3 separate regions of the Mus musculus genome follow, and all the other regions are linked to region 1. Evidence: chromatin contacts called from public HiCAR-type and HiChIP or PLAC-seq data. All regions are on one chromosome and are shown on one strand. Each heading gives the region's core, a stretch centred on a gene start, on an enhancer-like site or on the middle of the called end of the contact. The rest is flanking DNA. Distances are from core to core; before and after follow the strand shown.

The links. HiCAR-type assays count read pairs that join an accessible place to other places. HiChIP or PLAC-seq counts read pairs in DNA pulled down with a chosen protein or histone mark.
Region 2: a contact with region 1 is called in an H3K4me3 HiChIP or PLAC-seq map of bone marrow-derived macrophages, with 3 times the contacts expected there. The contact joins the enhancer-like site here to the promoter of Dnajc27 in region 1. A contact is called at or near these places in 1 of 39 promoter capture datasets (hippocampal neurons), 10 of 484 Hi-C or Micro-C datasets (the 3T3-L1 cell line, 3T3-L1-derived adipocytes, the C10 cell line and 7 more), 2 of 115 datasets of contacts at active chromatin or transcription factors (bone marrow-derived macrophages and embryonic stem cells) and 2 of 9 other capture datasets (adipose tissue and pancreatic islet).
Region 3: a HiCAR-type map of astrocytes shows a contact between it and region 1, with 4 times the contacts expected there. The contact joins the enhancer-like site here to the promoter of Dnajc27 in region 1. A contact is called at or near these places in 10 of 39 promoter capture datasets (the 3T3-L1 cell line, 3T3-L1-derived adipocytes, the HPC-7 cell line and 6 more), 33 of 484 Hi-C or Micro-C datasets (the 3T3-L1 cell line, 3T3-L1-derived adipocytes, B cells and 22 more), 7 of 115 datasets of contacts at active chromatin or transcription factors (astrocytes, bone marrow-derived dendritic cells, bone marrow-derived macrophages and 3 more) and 2 of 9 other capture datasets (adipose tissue and pancreatic islet).

The regions. Positions count from the first base shown.
Region 1 is chr12:4,080,878-4,084,136 of GRCm38.p6, reverse strand. Dnajc27 (DnaJ heat shock protein family (Hsp40) member C27) reads right to left here and starts at 1,563. Exons shown (of 7, transcript NM_153082.4): 1 at 1,264-1,563. The coding sequence starts at 1,350.
Region 2 is chr12:4,207,239-4,210,497 of GRCm38.p6, reverse strand. Adcy3 (adenylate cyclase 3) reads right to left here. Exons shown (of 21, transcript NM_138305.3): 15 at 1,837-1,921; 16 at 1,035-1,193; 17 at 158-304. It also overlaps a transcript of Cenpo not described here. Among named protein-coding and RNA genes, the nearest start is that of Cenpo, 25 kb to the left of the region's middle. Within about 2 kb of position 1,522, at least 38 of the 459 cell types and tissues checked have an H3K27ac peak or open chromatin away from gene starts, as enhancers often do. A contact at or near this core is called in the HPC-7 cell line, adipose tissue and bone marrow-derived macrophages, where this site is marked.
Region 3 is chr12:4,005,720-4,008,978 of GRCm38.p6, reverse strand. The region is part of intron 1 of Efr3b (EFR3 homolog B); the gene reads left to right. Among named protein-coding and RNA genes, the nearest start is that of Efr3b, 32 kb to the left of the region's middle. Within about 2 kb of position 1,583, at least 69 of the 459 cell types and tissues checked have an H3K27ac peak or open chromatin away from gene starts, as enhancers often do. A contact at or near this core is called in adipose tissue, astrocytes, brain and 5 more, where this site is marked.

The sequences.
Region 1 (3,259 bases), core at 314-2,813:
TAATATTTTCCCCTCCAATTTGATTGTGATTGTGTGTGTGTGTGTGTGTGTGTGTGTGTGTGTATGGGGTATCATTCCCCAGTGGTTATCCACGTTCCTTTTGGAGACAAGGTCTCCGTGGGACCTGAGGCTTGCTGATCAGGCTCCTTGGTCGGGGGTCCGGGGACCCAGCAGTCTGTGCTTGCCTACCACTGGGATTAGCAGTTTTCTGCAGGACTCCTGGGAACAGAACTGCTATTCACACTCACACTGCACCAACTCACAATATTCCCAACTCTCCTGCCTTTGTAAAACAGAGCTGGAAAATAGTCAATAGTCAATAAATGTTAATCTTCAGCAACTGTTTTGTTAACACATACATGAAGGTCCATATGTAGAACGGGAGCACGCTAAATTGTATAACAGCAATAAACACTTCCTGAGCATCTTCTAGCACAGAGCACTGGCTTACATAGTAGTATGCAAACGCTCCCATTAGAGGTCTTCTGCGTTTGGTTTAGTGAAGACTCCACTTCGGATGCCTTCCCTGTCTGTCGACCTTGGGAATTCTTAACCAACAGTTTCCCAACGTTAAGGGAAGAAAACGAGTAACTGGCATCTAAATTCATTTAGGAAAGGCCTCCCTTCCCAGATGAGAGGAAGTTTAGTAGCTAATAAGCAGCAAATGATACAGAAATGATACACTCAGAAAGATGGTATTTTTTTAAAAAAAAAGACTCCTCCGAGAAAAATGGACGTGACAATACAAAAAATTAAAAACACAAGATCTAGGGCTGTCAGTGCATGTCCCCTGAAACACACTAGGTTGTTGTGCTCTGGTGGTGGGAACATAGACTCCAGGCTGTTCAGGGCTACATTTTTTAGAATCTAACACCTCCCTGGCATCTCTTTAAACAGCAAGGCTGGCAACCACTCTCCCCAACCCGCAGGACCTCGTCCCCTCTCAGGGGAAAAACAGATTTGGTATGTAAACTGATCATTCGACATCGGAATCTAATTACTACCTTCAAATTACAATCAAAGATCAGAGGCCACCCTGACACCTTTTAGGGACAGTGACGTCAGTAAAGAGCCAGCAGCCCAAAGGTCAAAAAGGTCAAGATAGTTTTCCTCTGGAGGCCGCAAGCCCCAGTGAGCTCAGGATGCTAAACTAAGCAGAGAGGAGGCGGAGCTTCAAGCTTTTGAGTGGCGGCTCTCCTAGCCAATGGGAATGTCGCTCTCACAGCACGCGGAGGTCCTGCCCTCGCAGCACGCGGTACTCACTTTCCCCACTTCGGCGTTGCCCATGGAGATGACTTTGATGCGGAGGGACTTGGCGGGCTCCTTCCTCTTCGGCACGTTGGTCTCCATCGCCCTCGCTCTGCCGGGGCCGCGGGTTGTGGTGTCCTTACGCACCCAGCCAGCCTGGAGTCCCTCAGGCCTCCTCGCCCAATGACGGAGCCGCTGTGCTCGTCACCACCCTGGCTCCGCGGCTCGCCATCCCCACCGCTGCCTGGCCGCGGACGGACGAGGGCGGTTGGGAAGCGGCGAGCCGCGGAGGGCGAGCGGAGTCTCGCGATGACTGCGCGCCGTGACGTCATTGCGGGGCCCGGGAGGACTGGGTCTTGGGGTCCTGTTGGGCCAGTGCGGCCCGGTTGCAGGCGATTGGGGTTTCTTTGCCTGGCATCAAGATTGGTCTGTACATGGTGGCAGAAATAGAGCGGCTGTCACGGGGAGTTTTTGACATTTAGTGTAAGGCCCAGTCATGCCAAAGGCTTTTTTTTTCCTGGAATCTTCACCGATGGGTGCCTCTGCTGCCATCCTCCTCTCCGTCAGTACAGTGACTGCAGACTACAGTTTCTGCAGAGGACTGAGCCCAGGATCACAGTGGATTCTGCGGATGTCCCAGTCACCTAAAGATGGTATCCGAGCAAACGCACGCTTTAATTCTGGCACTCAGGAGGCAGAGGCAGGCGGATCTCTATGAGTTCAAGGCCAGGTGGAGCTATATTGTGCAATCCTGTTTCAAAATAAATATATAAAAACCTTTATGTATAAATTGTACATGTGTAGAAAGCTTTATGTAACTTATGCACATCCTCAGCCTACTTGTGTCATCTCACATTATCTGCCCCACTGTCTTAGGGTTACTGTTGCTGTGAAGAAACACCATAACCAAGGCAACTTGGGGAGAAAAGGGTTTAACTTGGCTTACACATCAAAAAAAATTTGGACAGGAGAGATAGGAAAGGAAGCTGGGGGCAGGAGCTGATGCAGAGGCTGTGGAGGAGTGCTGCCTAGTGGCTTGCTCCTCATGGCTCCGTTCAGCCTGCTTTCTTACAGAAGTGAGTTTCTTGGCTTCTACCCAAAACCCAAGAAAGCCAGCATAACTACTCAATACAAAGTAAATGCTATTACAATGTAAATATCATTCTTATGTAAATAGTTGTTAGTCTATATTGTTGTCCTTTAGGGAATAATCACACACAAAAAAGTATCTGTTTAGTACATAATCACCCCTCCCCTGATTATTCTTAATGGACGGTTGCTTCAATCTGCAGACAGCCTGCAAAGGCTTCATCGAAGAAGGTAGCATCAGATGAGAATTGGGAGTCTGACCCTGGTTCTGGAAAAGGACCTTGAACAAGACTCTTTCCTGGTTGAAAACCAGAGTTGCCTTTTGGAGCAGAGGCAGTGTGTGTGTGTGTGTGTGTGTGTGTGTTAATTTTCCCTCTCTGGCATCAGTCTAATGGCCCCCATCCTCAGGAGGAAGACTGGCTGGATAGTTCTTAAGGTTTGTCCAGCTCTGTGATGGTGTGGGATTCTCACAGCTGCCAACATCCAGGCTTAACCCAGAATCTTGTTCCCTTTCCCCTTACCTGACAAGATAAGGTAGATAAGGTAGAATCATAAATTTTACGATAACTTCTTATGGAAAGCAACTGTTAGAATGAAAGTCAGTCTGACAGACACACTATTCTTTTAGTCAATAATTTCAGTTACAGATGTAAACAGAGATTGACAAAGATGGCTGACAATTTCTCAGTAATCCCAAGGTGAAGGTTTCTGCTCCCACAGGGCTTTAAACATCTTAAACCAAGTCTGGGAAGACACAGTGGATGACAGTAGTTACTTTAAGTCAGTTTCAAGCATGCTTAATTTAAAATATTAAATGCTTTTTTTGAAGAAAAAAAAGATAGAACCTTTTCCAATAATTGGCATAACAATGTAATATGTGGCCCTGGGAAATACTGTAGGAGATGTAAACTGCTGTGTTTCG
Region 2 (3,259 bases), core at 273-2,772, 130 kb before region 1:
TGCCAGGGTCACCCCAGGATTCTGCCTCAGCCCTCAGACTCGTGAGTTCTAGATGGCCGCAGAAGCCCAGTTACTGTAAAAGACTCACGTGGGAAATGTATAGAACTTGTCTGAGATGTGATACAAAAGGAGCTAGCTCTGACAGGAGGACACTCACAGAGTCAAAATCAGAGATGATCTCATTGAGGAAGCGTAGACACTCGATGCCGCCGTTGTTGATGCTCTCCTCAGTGTAGAAGTCAGCAAAGTTGGGCAAGGAGGCAAACATGACTCCAATCTCGTCATAAGACTGGCTGTACAGCTCCTAAAAAGAGGCAAGGTCAGCCTGGGATACTGCTGTGCAAACGGGAGGACCAGGGTTGAGTGCATGGGGAGTAGAAGCCAGCTGGCTAGTCACACTAACAGAGAGCCACAGGTTCTGCAAGAGACACTCCTTCCACATATTGGGACAAGCAGTAAAGAACCTTCAGCCTCCATGTGAACACATGCATACACGCGTGCATACACCTCACAGAGAAGGTCCAAGCACTCGAGAGATGGCTGCCTGGTAGGATGGTGAACTACGGGAGCTTCGGTTGGCCTCACAGGATGTGTGTACTCAACTGTTTGAACTCAACTTTGAATGGTTAGAATGAGAAGCACTCCTCCATGGCCCCTGCATCTGTCCCTGTCCTGCCTGCCTTTGGTGATGGACTGCCTGCCTGGAAGTGTAAGATGAAATAAACCCTTCCTCCCCAAGTTGCTTATGGCCACGGTGTTTCATCCCAATAACAGAAACCTCTCCAGGGAAGGTGAGTGGGGTGGTCAGCCACCTTGGTTTGAGAAGGTGTTATTGGCAGGAGGGGCACTCTGGTTCTGTAGGGGGTCCCGAGATGCAGCATACCAGCAATATTGTGTAGCAGAGACCCTGGGAATATCTCTTGGTTTGTTTCTGGTTATGTCCAGCCATACTTGGACTTCCAATCCCAGTTTTAAAGGGACCTTGACTCAGTGCTCCTCAGAGAAAGAATAAGCTCCACATGACATCCTCTTACCTCATCTCTCTTCTTGGACCCCAGAAAATGGCGTGCAACATGCTCAGGCAACATGTTGGTGACCAAGGCCTCGTTCCATCGGCGCATCTCGTAGACACGTTCTTTCTGGTCATGGACCTCAATCTTCCACAAGAACAGTGTTCGGGCCAGTTTTTCCACCTACAACATAGGTCAGGTGAGCTGTGTGCTCTAAAGCCATCCAGTGGAAAGGTTTAGAACGGGGTATTGAATATCGTGTAGGATAACACTGGAAGGAGGCCACTAAATGACAGAAGAGCTGCAAGGAGTCACCTAATCAAAATGACATCCCACAGTTGCATTAAGGACCTGGGCCTCTTGATACAGTAGAGATCCAAGCTGGGCTGGGGCGTAGGGGTCACAAAGAGGGTTCTGCCAGAACCAGGAGGCATCCCCATCTCTAGCAGCTCCATTTATGAAGGGATCTGAGGGAGCTGTACTTTCCTGGCAAACCACTTGGGGGCATCCAAGCTAACTGTCCTTGTATGGATACTTCCTCTTTACCGAACAGAACTTCATTAGGGCCTTTCCCTTTCTCTTCTGACTCCAAGGCTAGCATTTCAGTGAACACCCCCATCACCCATACCCGGGTGAGTGCAGAGGCCTCGAGCCTGCCTAGGGTCATCCTGGAGGAGGACAGAGGAAGAAGCGGGGCACAGCAGAGCTGGTGCATCCCATGGGCCATGTTAGGTGAAGGAGCTGCTGCTTGTTAGGTGCCTGGGCTTCTGAGTTCTAGGATAGCTTGCTGGGAGGCCCTTACCACAGAAGAGGGTGTGGCACTTACGTGGCGCGAGAAGTAGTAAAAGCTCAGCATCATGACGAACATCATCACAGTCATGGAGTACTTGGAAGGCACCAGGGGCAGCCTGCTGGACAGACGGGAGGGACCGTGAAGTGCGCCTTTGCCCCCCTCCAGCTGTGCTATTCACAATCAATCAATCGATCACGGTGGGGGGGGCTTCAGAAGCTTCCCCACCTCAGTTCCTCTCCTAGTCCCCCCCCCCCCCCTCCGCAGCATGTGACTAGGCTTGGACTTGGAATCAACAGCAGCCCTAGCTCCCCTGGCTACAGGCCATTCACACTAACCTGTTCCTCAGATGCTTAGCATCTGACACATCCAAGATATAGGATCTAAGATATACACTGTAGGATTTTGAAGAAGAGACTCCCTAGCAATGGGACCAGGCTACAATCTTGCTGTGGTGCCTTTCTAACTTTAACCATAGTTTTATGTGGACTTAGAGTTAACTTCCATCACTGTATACAACTCTGCTACATGAAGAGGCCATTTTATCTGTTACCACTGATGTCCTTTGTAATATGGATGACGAGGCTACTAGAGATCTTCTCGCATGTCTACCGTGGGGTATATATGTATGTATGAACTTCTCTAAGACGTATATAGAAGTGGAGTTTCAGGGCTATTATGGGTTTTAGAGTTTTGTTTGCGATAGGATCTCATGTGTCCCAGGCTGGCCTTGAACGGTTGCCCTCCTGCCTCCATTTCCAGTTTATGCCGTTTGGGGAGCCCCAGGCTTTTTCCATGCTAAGGCAAGCATTCTACCAAATGAGCTGTATCTCCAACCCCATAGGTCTATTCCTAACCAAATCCAAATGGCTAAAACTATACCACCACCAAGAGTGTATGAGTTAACACTGACCTTAATAACAGCTTGAAATTTTTGCCACATTGGTGGGGTATAGTGACAGTTTGTTATGGCTTTAATTTGTGTTTGTGTTTTGTTTTGTTTTGTTTTGTTTTGCTTGCCTAAATGCCCTTCACTGGTGTCCATTTAAGACTCTTTTTTTTTCCCCTGAAACTCACTCTGTAGACCAGGTTAGCATCGAACTCACAAAGATCTGCCTGCCTTTGCTTCTCAAGTGCTGGGATTAAAGGTGTGTGCCACCACTGCCTAGCCATTTAGACTTATTTTATGAAGGACACATTCAAGTCTCCTGCTTTTCCTCCATTAGCACATCTTAAATAAAATAAAATAATTAAATAAAATTAAATTAAATTTAAAAACTTCACCTCAGGGTCTGCTCTAAACCTTTAGGGTACATCTTAGAGAACTTCAGTGTTCTCGGGGAAACGAGCCTAGGAGAGCTGATCTATGATGGACTCCAGAGGGGAGGGCTGACCGCCTTAATTCCAACTTAGCCCTCTTTCTTCGCTTCCCTGCCTGTGTGTATCCTGCCAGCCTGTT
Region 3 (3,259 bases), core at 334-2,833, 75 kb after region 1:
CTACTGCCAGCTCCTGGACTGTCTGCCTCCCTGAAGAGAATTCAGCTGCCGCAGAATTCTTTTTTCAGTGGAGACTGTCTAGAAGCCAGTTCCTGACTCCTTCCCCAGGTCCGTTTTCACCCGAATCTTCTCTTACTCTTCTCCATCTCTAATCTTCCAGGGTAAGAGACAGGTGCTGGCGACCGCCGTTGTGCCCGCTCCCCCCACCCCCCACAACAGTACACCTGTCCCGCAGCCACAGGATACCATCAATGTCCTAATCACCGACTGGGCAGACGCAGGTTGCGCCCGTGTGGCTCTCTGGTTTTAATTACCCAGGGCAAATGGCTGCCTCACTCTGAGCAGTGAGAAATCAGGAACAAGAAGGAAGGATTAAATAAGTCAGCACTTGGTCAAGAGACTGAATAACAAGCAGCCATTAGAGTTCCAGGGAAGGATACGTACTGAGAAGGTGAGGGCATGTCTGACACAAGATGAAAGTAAGCTTTGACAGTGCCCTGTGGGATCCAAATTTCAAGCATGTGTTTTAAACATTTGAAAACAAGGAAACAGACAGAGAGCAAATGCCCCTCCCCATGTCCATCACGATTTCTGAACAATGTGATTACAGTATTTTACTTTATAAATTTGTCTCTGAGCATGATGCCTTTTAAAAATAGAAACAAGGGACCAGGAGATTATGGATCTCCTCCCTGGTCAGTGGCTTGAGTTTCCATTAGGTGTCCTACCTGTCACGAGCCAATTCAAGTCTTGCCTCTTTAGGTGCTTTTCTGGGTTTATCCAACTCTCATAGCTTCAGCTTGATGGACCCCCTTGAACTCACTGGGCCACACCAGCAACTCTGGGGGGGGGGTGAAGGGGTCCTCTCTAACCCAACTAAAGGACAGGATCCTTGATGGCAGCCTGTGTTTATATTTAACTTCCTTCTCCTGGCCAAATGGTTCAGCAACACTGTACAGCTGCTGGAGTTTAAGCAGTGTCCATTGAACACAAGCTGGGTCCTTGTGGGACGCACTGCATGGGGGTGACCCGCCTTTCTCTCTGAACTTTGTCCCATTTCCTCCAATTCATCTAAAAGGGCCGTCTGTGCCATTAGCCCTGAGTTAGACTTTATTGTGAATTGTTTGGTTGTTTTTTAAAATTCCATTTACTTTGGTAGGGACGAACAAGTCTAGCCTTTGTTTTTACAGGGAGATTATAGAAGAAAATAAATATGGGCTATTTTGAGTAAAAAGGCTTTGTGTATGTGTGAATGGGGATGATGGAGCTGATGTTTTTAAGACAGAAAATAAGAGCCAAGAGGAGAGGACTTCCTTGGGTCTCATGCTGATCAAAAGCAGGTGAAAGCAGGCACACTCATGTCAGTAAGCCTTCAGGCCTGTTGGGCTCAGAATACTGTACAGAGGTCAAGGTTGCAGGACACGAGACCTGGACAATTTAGTTGCTTTAGAGGAAGAAAAGATGAATCACTGAAATAACAGCCTGAGCTCTGCCTGGAAGACTCAGTGCAAAGTATGCCTTCTCGCAGACTCCAGCTGGCAGAGAGAGGCGTTAGGGAAGGAGGGCCAGCCTGGGCCAGGCCCTGAGTCAGGGTGGGCAGAGAGGAAGGAATGACTGCTGGCAGAGAGAGGCGTTAGGGAAGGAGGGCCAGCCTGGGCCAGGCCCTGAATCAGGGTGCTTATTGCTGCTGGTCACCACCCACACCAGCTGGTACCCAGGATCCCTGTCACCTCATTTGCTGCATGTCCCACCCTCTGTCCCTTTTGCTCTCTGCCATTGGCCTGAGCCTTCTGAGGTAGAGAATTAAGCAAGTGTCTGAATTCAGTGGAGGATGGCTGAGGAATAGGGTGACACCCCAGCCCCACCCCCCTTGAATGGGCTTCCCTGGTCAAGTGCTAAGTGCAAGGGTTGAGATTTTTGATGCAGAAATGGAGCCATGCTAACTCTTCAACTGGGAGTAAACTAAACCAGAGTTGCCTTAATGCTCCCTCCTTCAGAAATGGATGAGAAGAAGACGACTGGCCAGTGGCTGGACAGACAGGAGAGAGCCACGCATCAGGTTTAAACCCAGCGTCAGAGAACAATGCAGAATGAGCCTGGGGAGCCGTTGAGGATGCATTCCAGTTATAGCAGTGAGGGGGCTAGGGAGCCTCCTGCCAGAGTCATACACACGCTGTGAGCTCTTGGGCAGTTTGAGCTCTCAGACCCTGCCTCTATCTTCCCGGGTCTCGACAGGCTCTGTGTGAAATACTTATGAAATCTTGGCCTAGTTTTTAACCCAAAGCAGTCAGTAAACCCTGGGGTTTGTTGGATGTTAAAGATGAGCCTAAGGGAGCCAGAGGCAGCAAGGCAAGAAGACAAGAAATTCAAAGGAGACTGCCTGCCTTGTGTTTTGGAGGACCTGCAGGTCATATGGACTGGGAAGAAGGTGTCACCAGAGAAGGCCTAGATTTTTGAAAAGTTTGCAATGTTTAGCAATGCTTAGGATTGGGATATTGTTTTTATCTTCCACTTGTCACAGGCAGTTCTGGCCAAAGGGACAGATTGGTCAAGAACACAGGGTGGGGGCAGGCAGGAGAAAAGGCTGCAGTGGGCAGAAGTTGGCAAGGCTGAGAATCCCAGCACTGAGACCAGATGATGCTGCCAGTAACCCCGGGCTGTTCGCCATCAGATCTACAACAGCCAGAGCTGGGCCCGTGCTCTCACCGTGACTGCACACCAGACCCTCAGGAAAGGGTCATCTGGTGAGATGGCTCTGGACATGCAGAGGCCAGGGAGGAGGCCAGGGTGTGCAGTGTGTGCTGTGCCGGAAGGAGTACCCCAACCCCTGGCCACCGTCTCCAGCATGCCTGCTTCATCATGTCCTCGAGAAATGAGCTCAGTGCCCACCCCCCACCACACACCATGGGTGGGAATCATCTATGCACATGTCCTGTGAGGAGCCCTTGCATCGGGCCTGAGGAATCCTAGGGGAGGAAGGAGGAGGGGACCAGGGCAGTCTGGCCATGTTTAATTTTCAAGTTGTTGGGTGCTACTGAAGCCTTGTTAACTGGGTATTTCTGTTAACTTTTTGTTAATCATTTGATTTTTGATTATCCATTGATATAACAGGAAGTTGGCCAGGCTACTTTTCCTTCATTTTCCTTAAAATAGGTGGAGCAATTCTCTCTCAGAAATAAAATAGATCAGAATTAAAAGGTACATTATAGGCGAGTGACTGAGAGTTAATCTCCACCTGCTTCTGTGTGCAAACATTAAG